Regions from separate parts of the Hordeum vulgare genome. Here regions 1 and 3 are each linked to region 2. A link is a contact called in public Hi-C data. All regions are on one chromosome and are shown on one strand. The core of a region is the stretch at or near the end of the contact, and the rest is flanking DNA. Distances in the headings are between cores, read along the strand shown.

Region 1 (3,533 bases), core at 286-2,785, 330 kb before region 2:
ATGAGCAAAACTCGTATCCTAGTTATGAGTGTATATATGGCAGGAAGAGTAGATAAATAGGATGCGAAACCCCAGGGGACCAGAGATGCGGGAAGCCCATGACTGACAATGATTAGCCATCTAAAGAACAGTGACAGGGAGTGAAAGACAGTGACATTTCTTTTTCTGGAAAGGGAAAACGTCCGGCCTTCAATAAGCAATTCAAAAAATGAATGAATACAGGCATGCATGCTATCACAAGGAAACATTAGCAACAATCCATAAAGCCAGCTTCCTTAAGACCACCGTGATAAATATAGCATGTAAATTGGGCGAATATTTAAGAAACAGAGTGACAGTGACGTTGATCAGATCTCGTAGCTACCAATTATCCGAGAAGAGAACCCCATTGAGAGAATAAAACGGCTGGCATTTGGGTGTCAAATGTCCAACTGCAAAGGACACAGCAGCTACAGCTATGTGTGCCTGCCTGATAGGCAGGTCGGGCAACTTGATTCAGTGAACTGGGAACAATCTCAGGCAGACAAGAAGAATGGACAGCAAACACTGAACCCCACGTTGATCTGAAACTTTGGGATTCAGGCAAGAGGCCGCATACGTGCAACCAAAAACGCTCCTGTCGACATTATTATTCAGGTAACAGGCCATCAGGAACACTGCTCATTGAGTTCGATATTATTGAAGAAGATCCGGGATCCACGAAGCATGGCGGGGGCACACCTAGATACTACGAGTAGATAATAGACACGTGAGAGCGATATGACATGCAGAAGATTATCACCATGCGAACATTCCCATTGAGAACACGAGGGCTAAACTGTGTGTTGAAGATTTACAGCAGATGTAACGCGAAACAAGTGGGCTAACTTGCGTTCTCTCTACTGATAACCGAAAGCACGAGTAAATTCGACACAATTTAGTCCGCGTCGGATCTAGGAGTAAAAGTAAGCTGAAGGCATGGCATAACGCGACCAACAGCATCGCAGCGGAGCCGGTCAAAAGAAGCAGCATGGGGTCAGTTGCGACTCGAGCTCTTCACAGAAGAGAGCAGAGCAGGCGCAAGCAGGGCTGTACGGATCGATCTCCCGCTGGCGGAAAAGGAAGACGAAGAGGAAACGAAATTCCCGCGGCGGCCACAGGCCTACAACCTCCGGCGACGGGAACGAGGAAGCGCCCAGCCCCCTCCTAACCGCCGCCCCGCTCACCGCGACGAGCGCAGACAGCATCGTCATCACACGTACGGGAAAGCAGGAGACAACGCAAGACAAGGGATTCGGGCAAGCCGCGCGGATTTACCGAGGTTCACCGGAGATCCGTCCGACCACCACCTCGAGCAGCAGCGGCAGCCAGACCTTGGCACGGCAGGAATGGAGATGGAGGCGGGGGGAGGTTACGGGAACTCGGGGAGCGCTAAAGCCCAAGGAGGCGTCGGGGCGTGGGAGGTTTTTAGCGGCGAGTTTTACCGTGGTGCCCCTGGGCGTGGGCGGACGGGGAGGGTTTTCGGCCGAGTTCCGAGCGTTGGTGAGCTGGACGCCACGGGAGAGGAGAGGAGAGGGGTAACTGCCAGCTACACTAACGTTGGTGAGTAAATTAGTATAGTCGGTTTCGAATGATGGTGGCGCCTCCCGCTCGCTGGCTCTGGGGACCACATGGGCATGGCCCGGCCGGCCGTGGAGATGGAGGCTGTCCCCGGAGAAAGTGGTAGGACCCGCTGCTGCCTGCCGGTGTGGGAAAGGGAAAGCCTCGGATCGCGGCTGCCGCTGCCGCCGGCGGCGGCGGCAGCATTGGATCCCTCGTTTGTGTTTGGGTGCCGTGGTTGAGCCGTGTTTTAGGCTACGCTCGTTTGTGTTTAGGGATGGTAATGGATACCCGTTACCCGCGTATCCGGCGGATAAAAACCCTATTAAGACAAGGATATGAGTAAAAAAAATTATCCATAGATACGTAAATAGAAAATTTTAAAATCCATCGGACATAGCGGGTACGGGTATGGTTTAGTATAACCCGTACCCGTGTACCCATGTACCCGTGTATAATTTGACAAGTAAGGCATAAATATCATTTCTCCAAATATTAATTATATTATATGTACATTATTCGGCAACTAGCCCACGTCACAAATCCTCCCGTACGTGAATATGTGATACGTATCTAGGTGATTGATCTCCAGAATTGCCTCGTTCCTTATATGGATATATGGATTAACGTGATTGACGTAGAATTACCTTGCATGCCGCAGGCCCGCAGTATATGGATCAACGTGATTGATGTCTAGCTAGGCCTACGTGTAGCCCACGTCTAGCAGTCAACGTGATCTCATCTTATTGGCTTGGCTCGTTGCCATTCGCCACCGCCAGCGCCTCCAGCCGCTTGCTGCCTCGTGCCAGCACCATGGAGCCAGGGGATGATGATCATAGCTCGCGCGTGGAAGGGAACCGCGAGGAGGAGCTGCAGTTCGGCGACCACCACAGCCAGGAGCACGCCATGACTACCCCAAGCCCAGTCCCAACCCTATCGTCAGATGGTGCGTTCTGCCTCCGCGCGCCAGAAAAGAGCCAAGTCCCCGACCGACGTCAAGGTCTTCCACCTCGTGCTCCAGGGTCCAAGGTGCAGCACCGTCGACGCACTATGTCCGAGACGTCCGTGAAGAAGGGACGCCCTAGCCTGCTTAGCAACGGCCGATATGATGCTGCCAATCGCAAGAACAAGAGCAAGGCTATTTGTGCTAGGTGAGTATCGCTTTTGTGTATGATTTTATGATTACGAGCACTGATTTTATAGTTTAGATATCTAGATGATGTGATGCATTCGTGTATATAGCAGCGTTCAGCTTCAGAAATACTGAAACATAGCAGCGTTCAGCGTTCAGCTATGGCGACGAGCACTATGTTCGTTTAGCTTCAGAAATACTGAAATATAGCAGCGTTTTGGTAGGGATTCTAGTGTGTAAATTCAAATGCTTTTGAGTGACGAGTAGGGATTTGAGTGTGTAAATTCAAACTCGAAAAAAAATGTTTAGCTTCAGAATGAAATATTTTGTTTCAACAGCAATTAATATTTTGTATCATTGCGACCAATTAATATGCCTTTGAGAATTGAGATGTGGAAGCAAGGACTCGTCGTCAAGAAGAATAAATTGTTGCACCTCAATCTTAGTTTTGCTATTGTTAGATTGCTCGAGTTTATTTTGGTTGAACTTCTTATGGTGCCAAAATTTTATTGAAATGCTTGTGTTTGTGGTCTTATGTATGGCCAAGTCTATATTTAGTTGTGGCTTGTGAGTTTGTAAACTTAAACTATATAACCATGTGCTGCTATTTATGACTATGTGTTGCTACCTCCTTGATGTGTTGTTGTTACAAATAAGCGTTGCTGATAACGAATAAGTGGTGTCGTTCATCAACGTGGTGCTTTTTTATGAATACGTGTTGCTGTCGTGGAGTGTTGTAGTTTATAAATTATTACTATAAGTTGTCTTTTATGACTACATGATGCTCAAATTAATGTGTCATGAATATGGGTAATTTTATCCG
Region 2 (3,927 bases), core at 687-3,186:
AGGTGCAATGACACGGCATGGCCCACACCACGAAGCACTGAAGTTTGCTACAACCTACAAAAGAAATCAAAGAGTACATCAGATGCAACTTCAGAAACTGCATCAAGAATTGTTAGTTGTTCAAATATCTTGCCGCTGGACTTCTCAGCCCAAAATAAAATGGTCAACGTAAACACTGGGCTTAAAGCGTATGGTTTTCATGTTCTATCATAAAAACTACAGCTACCCGTGTATATTCCGGGTTTTCACTGGGAGAACAGTTACAGGGAACCTCCCTCTGCTAAGGAAAACATCCCCTGAACAAAACTTCTTTTGTGGGAAAACAGTTTAGTTAACCTGTCCATGATTTCAAGTGCACAACTTAGAAAATAAGCGAGCTAATCACCATAGGCTTTCTACAGTAGTATAGTCTATGCTCCTAACAAGCTAAGCACCTTCACGTGCCCACTTTCTGCTTGAGCAGTTGGTTATACTATCTACTTAGGTGTCTCATAGTAATTTCTGCTTGATTTCTACATCCTCATCAATGCGTTTTCTTGCGGGAGTGGGCTTATTTTACAGGCTAACAAGGGGCATGGTGGAATTAGTGTGTGGAGACGGACTGCTTAGACCTATTTCCATTTCATATATGGTGTAAATTGATAGACATAAACACCAAGTACTTCATAACAAACAGTATAAGAAGCAAAGGATATCTGTAATCCATTTTAACAAATTGCTAGTTTGCTTACAATTTTCCCATCCTTGTTTGCTTCTTCAATCTTCTGGTCCCAGTCCTCTTTGGTTGTTATGACATGCACATTTCCACCTTTGAAATCAAGCTTTTCTTCCACAATGCCACGACCCTGACCAAAAGAGGACAGAAGGATTACATACAAATTACCTGGGAGTTCAAGAACATAACACAGATTCATTCGATAACAGGCATGAACTCACCTTGCCCACACAGCCCCCCATGCCGAACTGACAATAGCAGGAATCGCTGAATGAAAGGCCCCCTGATTCCTGAAGGCCTAAACAACAGTAAACCATGTCATGGTCTATCAGAAGGAAACTGTGTCTGTAATAACACTAGAAAAAATATGGAGACGTTGCGGGAACAGTAATTTCGGTAAGGTATTATATACTCCATGATGTAAAGTACTCCTAACAGATAACTTGTCGTCAGTTGGCCCGGGAAGGAGAGTATTTTTCTCCCCAACACATCCCAACTGGGTGCGAGGAACTAGAGCTACATCTCTTTGCAGTTTTAAGGAAGGAATTCTTCCATTATCATGAACCGGACAAGAACCTGAACCTGGTAAACTAAAAGCACACACAAAAATCCAGTTGTGTCCGCTCCCTCGCGGATCAAGAATCCACGAAGAAGAATCTTTCAGGCATACAATTCGCGGCCAGGAACCGCGTCGGACAAATCGAAGCCGACCGGATCAACGAGTAACCAAAGAGGATTTACCTGGGATCGGAAGCGGGGATTTTGGCGCCAAGGAACCCAGAAGCCGCGGGGCGAGGGGGGGTGGAGGCGAGGTCGGAGGAGACGGCGAAGATAAGCCTGGCGGATCTCCTGGCGGGCAATTAAGAGGTTCTTTAACTGGGTTTCGATTGATTGACGTAAAAGGGAGAGCTCCCCGGTGGTGTGGTGTGGGTCAGTGGGTCGGTTGGGTCGTCTGGTGGTCGCAGGTCGCACGCTCGCCGCCGCCGCCGCGCGGTTTGATTAATCGGAGGAAGAGGAGGGGAATGGCTTGCTTTTTTATTGCTGCTGGGCCTGGGGAGGATGAGGGGAAGGGACGTGGAATATTCTGCGGCCGTGCTATGCTGGGCTCGTGCTTCTGGAGGCGACGACGACGACGCCGACGCCGACGACCTGGATGGGATCGATCGGGCCGTCCGCTCCCGGCCGGCCGGCGTGAGCGAGAGAGCCCGTGCCGCGTCTCGCGTCGCACGCCACTTGGCTGGCGCGGCTCGTGCCGTGTGCGCCTACCGAAAGAAAATGCCTTTTCTGTTGGTGGAAAATGGTCGTATTTGCCTTGGTGGAGATCCGGCGACGTGGAGCTTCTGTGTTGCTCCGGACCGGACCGGACCTCCGGTGGACTACTTTTTTTTTTTTGAGACAACCTCCGGTAGACTACTGGCACGGAGACTACCCCGCCGCCGTCTGCCTTGTGGCTATACAAATTTCAAAATGTGTTTTTCTTTTTCTTTTTCTGCGAATATGCAAAGTCTGCGTATCATTTCATTGACAAGAAAAGTTAGAGTACAAGACGAGATACAATACAAGATACGGAAACAAGATGCATCAACATAATGTCCGGAGCAAAGAGATATACGATGCTCGACTCAAACAAGAGAAAAACACAGCTAAACTCGCCATCCTACGAAGTAAGCCAAGACTAACAACACCACGACCAACATCTTCACATCAAGACCCTGGGACGTCGCGAGCAACCAAGACACAACCTTCACGAAGGAGTACTACGTCGAGACGCCATCGTCGTTCGATCCGGAAAATCGGACCTAGGGTTTCCCATGATGCTTCAAGAGGGGCCAGATAACCGTTGTGATAGCGCCACCAAGAAGGGGACGACACCCGCGAGTGTCGCTGCTGCCATCATAGTATGCAGGGATTTTGTCCTGGACAGAGTTCGAGCAATACCAAGCCATCAAAGCATGAGTTAGCGAAGAGGAAGTCGTGCATAGGTCGGAGCCACGACCGCGGGAAGGGGATCCACGCGCGTCGAGAGGCAACATGCACTACTAGACGTGCAAGCAACAGAGCGGTGGAGGGACAAATGGGGCACATATGTGGGTGACTAGGAGGATGAGATGCGGTAGGGGATGTGACAGTGGCCGAAGGACAGAGCGAGCCGAGATATGGAGGGAACGCGGATGCGGGTCACTGGGACCGGGTTGGCAAGGACGTCCGTGAGCCCAAGGAGATGGAACGGGGCACAAATCCTCCAGTGCGCCGGATTCGAAGACACGCGTAGATGACCGACCAACTGACGACCCACATGTATAAGGGATCGCAATAGTCTTCGATGATAGTATTTCACCCAAATTTATTGATTCGATACAAGGGGAGAGAAAGAATATTTGTAAGCCTTAAAAGTTGAGTTGTCAATTCAACCATATGTGAGAATCTCTTCCTTGCATCAATTTATGAATAGCACAATGAATATGATAGCAATGATAGCAAAGTAACGGTGATAGTAACTTCACTAGTAGTAGAATTGTAACTCGCAGAGTAATAGTAAATGGAGCAAAGGAAATAGTATAAAAGTGTAGTCACAACCTAGAGCGACATACAGTAGTTTCAATTCATTAACTATATGTTGACATGTATTCCATGTATAGTATACGTGCTTGCAATAAGAATTTGCATGACATATTTTGTCCTAATGAAAACTAAGGGTAATTAAGGCGCTCCTTTTAATGCAGAACTGAAACAAAGCATTAACACATAGTGAATACATGAACTCCTCAAGCTAAAGTCATCCCCGCCGATATCCCAATTCTTTTCACCTTGGGGTCTAAGGTTTTATAGGGAACAAAGCATGGAAAACAAAATAATTCCTACGAAACACCCAAGATCTATTCTATGGAGAGGCTGGCAACGAGAGGGAGAGGTGTCTACATACCCTTATAGACCAAAAGTGTTAACGATATAGAGATCATGGTTGGCATAGTCATACTCGCGTCGCAGTCCGATCCAATCCAAGCATCGCACGTGCGACACATCCGATATATTGTCATGCAACTTCCATCATTTCGTCACATGACTTGTGTGTTCATCATTATATTGCTTTGCATGATCGTAAGATAGCTAGCATGATATTTCCATGGCTTGTTCATTTTTTTACATCTTTTCTATGCTAGATCATTGCACATCCTCGTACACTCCTAGAGTCATTTGATACAGTCATTTTG
Region 3 (3,477 bases), core at 153-2,652, 500 kb after region 2:
AGTGACAACCATGAAGGAGGATAGAGGGTCACACAGAAGGGCGTCATGTTAAAAAAAGATGTGAATAGTGCATTCTTTTTTCGTTGCAATGTACGGGCATTTTTGCTAGTTTTTTTTATTAATAGTTATAGATAGAAAGATGATAGCATTTGATGGCCTATTTTTCGTCTTAAGGATGCGAGAGCATTCGAAGATTGAAAAAATGGAGAAGAATCGGAGCGCCACCAAGGACTCGAACCCTGGTCCGCGACGATAGAAGAACGCTGGTCACCCTTGCGCTAGCTTCCAGTTAGTGGTTAGAGGCGATCTGAGTAGGTTTTCTTTTTGTTCTTTTCTTTGTTTTTCGTTTTATGTTCTTTTATTTCTTTTTTCTTCTCCTTTTTTTTCATTTTCAAGTTTTTTCTTTTCTTTCTTTTTGTTTTTTCTACATTCTTTTATACAAGATCAACATTCTTTTCAAATACTCATTTAACATTTTCAAATACCTGTTTAATATTTTTATATACATGATCAACATTTTTTCAAATACTCGTTCAACATTTTTAAATACCCCTTCAATATTTTTATGCACATGATCAACATTTTGTCAAATACTAGTTCAACATTATTCAAATGCTAGTTGAATTTTTTTCTTCTCTGATTTGTTTTCATTCTACATTCTTATATACATGATCAACATTTTTTAAAATACTTGTTTAACATTTTTTAATTAGTTTTTTTATCATTTTTCAAATATTTATTGAACATTTTTATACGCATGATAAACATTTTTTCAAATACATGTTCAACATTATTCAAATACTTGTTCAACATTTTTATACACATGATCAACACTTTTCAAATACTTGTTCAACACCATTCAAATACTTGTTGAAACATTTTTTGAAATACTTGTTCAACATTTTTTAAATACCTGTCTAACATGTTTTTCAAATGATTGATTATCATTTTTATATACACAATCAATATTTTTAAAAATACTTTTTCAACATTTTCAAATACTTTTTCAACAGTTTTCAAATACTTGCTCTATATTTTTTCAAATAATTCAACATTTTTAAAATGTTTTAATAGAGTGTTTATTATAATATATACACTTACAATATTTTAAAGTATAAAAAAGTAAAAAAAGCAAAAAAGAAACAGAAAACGTAAAAAAAAACGAAAAAAGGTTATGGCCTTCCGTGCTTGTGGGCTAGCCCATATTGAGGGGTTCCTCCCCTCTCGCTGAAGGCGAGACATAGGGTGCCCAAAAAAGCCTTACCCAACCTTCTGATGCTAGCTGGGCTGGACTAATTTGTCCTCAGGCCCAACAGCTCCGGTCACGCATGACGCAAAACCCAACATGGACAGTCCAAGTCCAATAGCACCACCTCCACGCGGAAACCCCTGGAAAGCAACCCATTCCCAATCCGCACCTCTATATAAGCGGCCCCGTCGATCCGCACCAAACCCTAATCGCAGCTCCTCCGTCCCCTCCCGCCCCCGCCGCCGCCGCCGCAGCAGCCGCCTGCCTCGAGCCGCCGTCGCCATGGGGAGAAGTAAGCACGCGATTACCCTCTCTCTCTCGTCTTTCCGTATGTTGACCTGGTTTAGCGTTCGTCTGGTCGTAGCTATGGTTCGTGCAATCGTTTGAATCGGCGCTGTTGCGTGTGAATCTGGTCTAGATCCGTCGTAACCGCGCGGAACCTGTCACATGTGTTGCTCCCGATGTTAATCTAGTTTTTGTCTGGATGATTTGGGAAGACGAATTCATGCCCGTAGATGTTCTCTTGTGGTGATTCGAAATAATATTTGACTAGTACAAGCCGCGGGTTCATCCTCTGTTCCTTTCATTTAAAGATCTGTTTCTGTAATGGTGCCAGAAAAAAAATGCTCTAGGCTTCTTGAATGTTAGTAATTCCTCTGCTCTTTCATGTCTAGTTTGCTAGAGAATTAATATCTGTATGCTATTGCTTCTAAGTTATTCGTATCACTCATAACACTGCCCCTGTTGATACGTTTTTATGGTCAATGGTTTCCCGTAAATCTGAATTAGTAGTTTGTTCTGTCAGTTAGACCTTACACAATGTTTTGCATTCCCTGTTAAAACGTGCTTGGGTCACCAGCTGCTCATGCTGAATCATGGTGGTTAGTTATCTCTTGTTTGCATGTCAATGGTACCTTATCTTTAGTTGAAACTATTTGTACATGTTACTCGTATGTAGTTTGGAATTTGTGCAAATTGGTTTTATGGTCAATGGTTTCCTGTAAATCTGAATTAGTAGTTTATTCTGTCTAGTTAGACCTTACACAATGTTTTGCATTCCCTGTTAAAACGTGTTTGGGTCGCCAGCTGCTCATGCTGAATCATGGTGGTTAGTTATCTCTTGTTTGCATGTCAATTGTACCTTATCTTAAGTTGAAACTATCTGTACATGTTACTCGTATGTAGTTTGGTATGTGTGCAAATTAAGATGGTTTGTTCTCAGTAGCTGCAATGATGCAGTCTCTTAATGTGTTGCACTTTCTTTTCAATGTTCCTTGGATTGAGTTATTTTCTTTGTGATGTTTGCTGCATTTAGTTATTTTGTTCTTTTTATTGACAAAATTCTCTGTTCAGGACCTGCAAGGTGCTATCGGCAGATCAAGAACAAGCCATACCCCAAGTCAAGGTACTGCCGTGGTGTGCCTGACCCTAAGATCAGGATCTATGATGTTGGCATGAAGAAGAAGGGCGTGGATGAGTTCTCCCACTGTGTTCACCTTGTCTCATGGGAGAAGGAGAATGTGTCCAGTGAGGCACTTGAGGCTGCCCGTATTGCTTGCAACAAGTACATGACCAAGCATGCAGGAAAGGATGCCTTCCACCTCAGGGTCAGGGTTCACCCGTTCCATGTGCTCCGTATCAACAAGATGCTTTCGTGTGCTGGGGCTGATAGGCTCCAGACTGGTATGAGGGGTGCTTTCGGGAAGCCGCAGGGAGTCTGTGCCCGTGTTGCCATTGGCCAGGTCCTCCTTTCTGTGCGGTGCAAGCCCAACAATGCCATCCATGCAACTGAGGCTCTTCGTCGTGCCAAGTTCAAGTTCCCTGGTCGCCAAAAGATCATTGAGAGCAGGAAGTGGTAGGCACAGAAGATGGTTTCTTGTGTTGAGATGATATGCGTGTTGAAATTTCTGTGTGCCAGATCTTTAATTTGCACTTCTTCTTTCAGGGGTTTCACCAAGTTCAACCGCAATGACTACCTCAAGTTCAAGAGTGAGGGCAGGGTCTTGCCTGATGGAGTCAATGCTAAGGTAGAAATACTTTGTTCAGGGCAATTGTTTTGTAGATGAATTTCTGTTTTATTCTTCCTTTGGAAACCTTTGTCCCTGCACCAACTAATTGTTTCTGTCTCTGGCTTTGCAGCTGCTCGGATGCCATGGCCGCCTTGCGAACCGTGCCCCTGGACAAGCTTTCCTGTCTGCCGCATAATCTAGCAGAAGACTATCAGTTCT

Evidence for each region. A called contact is a pair of places that touch in the nucleus more often than the background predicts.
Region 1: a contact with region 2 is called in a Hi-C map of leaf, with 4 times the contacts expected there. The contact joins the promoter of LOC123426515 here to the promoter of LOC123426532 in region 2. A contact is called at or near these places in 3 of 6 Hi-C or Micro-C datasets (leaf and seedling) and 1 of 1 datasets of contacts at active chromatin or transcription factors (embryo).
Region 3: a Hi-C map of leaf shows a contact between it and region 2, with 3 times the contacts expected there. The contact joins the promoter of LOC123426547 here to the promoter of LOC123426532 in region 2. A contact is called at or near these places in 3 of 6 Hi-C or Micro-C datasets (leaf and seedling) and 1 of 1 datasets of contacts at active chromatin or transcription factors (embryo).

What each region holds. Positions count from the first base shown.
Region 1 is chr1H:109,851,462-109,854,994 of MorexV3_pseudomolecules_assembly, forward strand. It overlaps LOC123426515 (protein NETWORKED 4B-like), which reads right to left and starts at 1,536. Exons shown (of 3, transcript XM_045110367.1): 1 at 1,464-1,536.
Region 2 is chr1H:110,179,204-110,183,130 of MorexV3_pseudomolecules_assembly, forward strand. LOC123426532 (thioredoxin H4-2) reads right to left here and starts at 1,937. Exons shown (of 5, transcript XM_045110374.1): 1 at 1,457-1,937; 2 at 937-1,013; 3 at 732-845; 4 at 1-54. The coding sequence starts at 957.
Region 3 is chr1H:110,681,052-110,684,528 of MorexV3_pseudomolecules_assembly, forward strand. LOC123426547 (60S ribosomal protein L10-2) reads left to right here and starts at 1,403. Exons shown (of 4, transcript XM_045110399.1): 1 at 1,403-1,541; 2 at 2,603-3,104; 3 at 3,195-3,276; 4 at 3,389-3,477. The coding sequence starts at 1,532. The coding sequence ends at 3,454.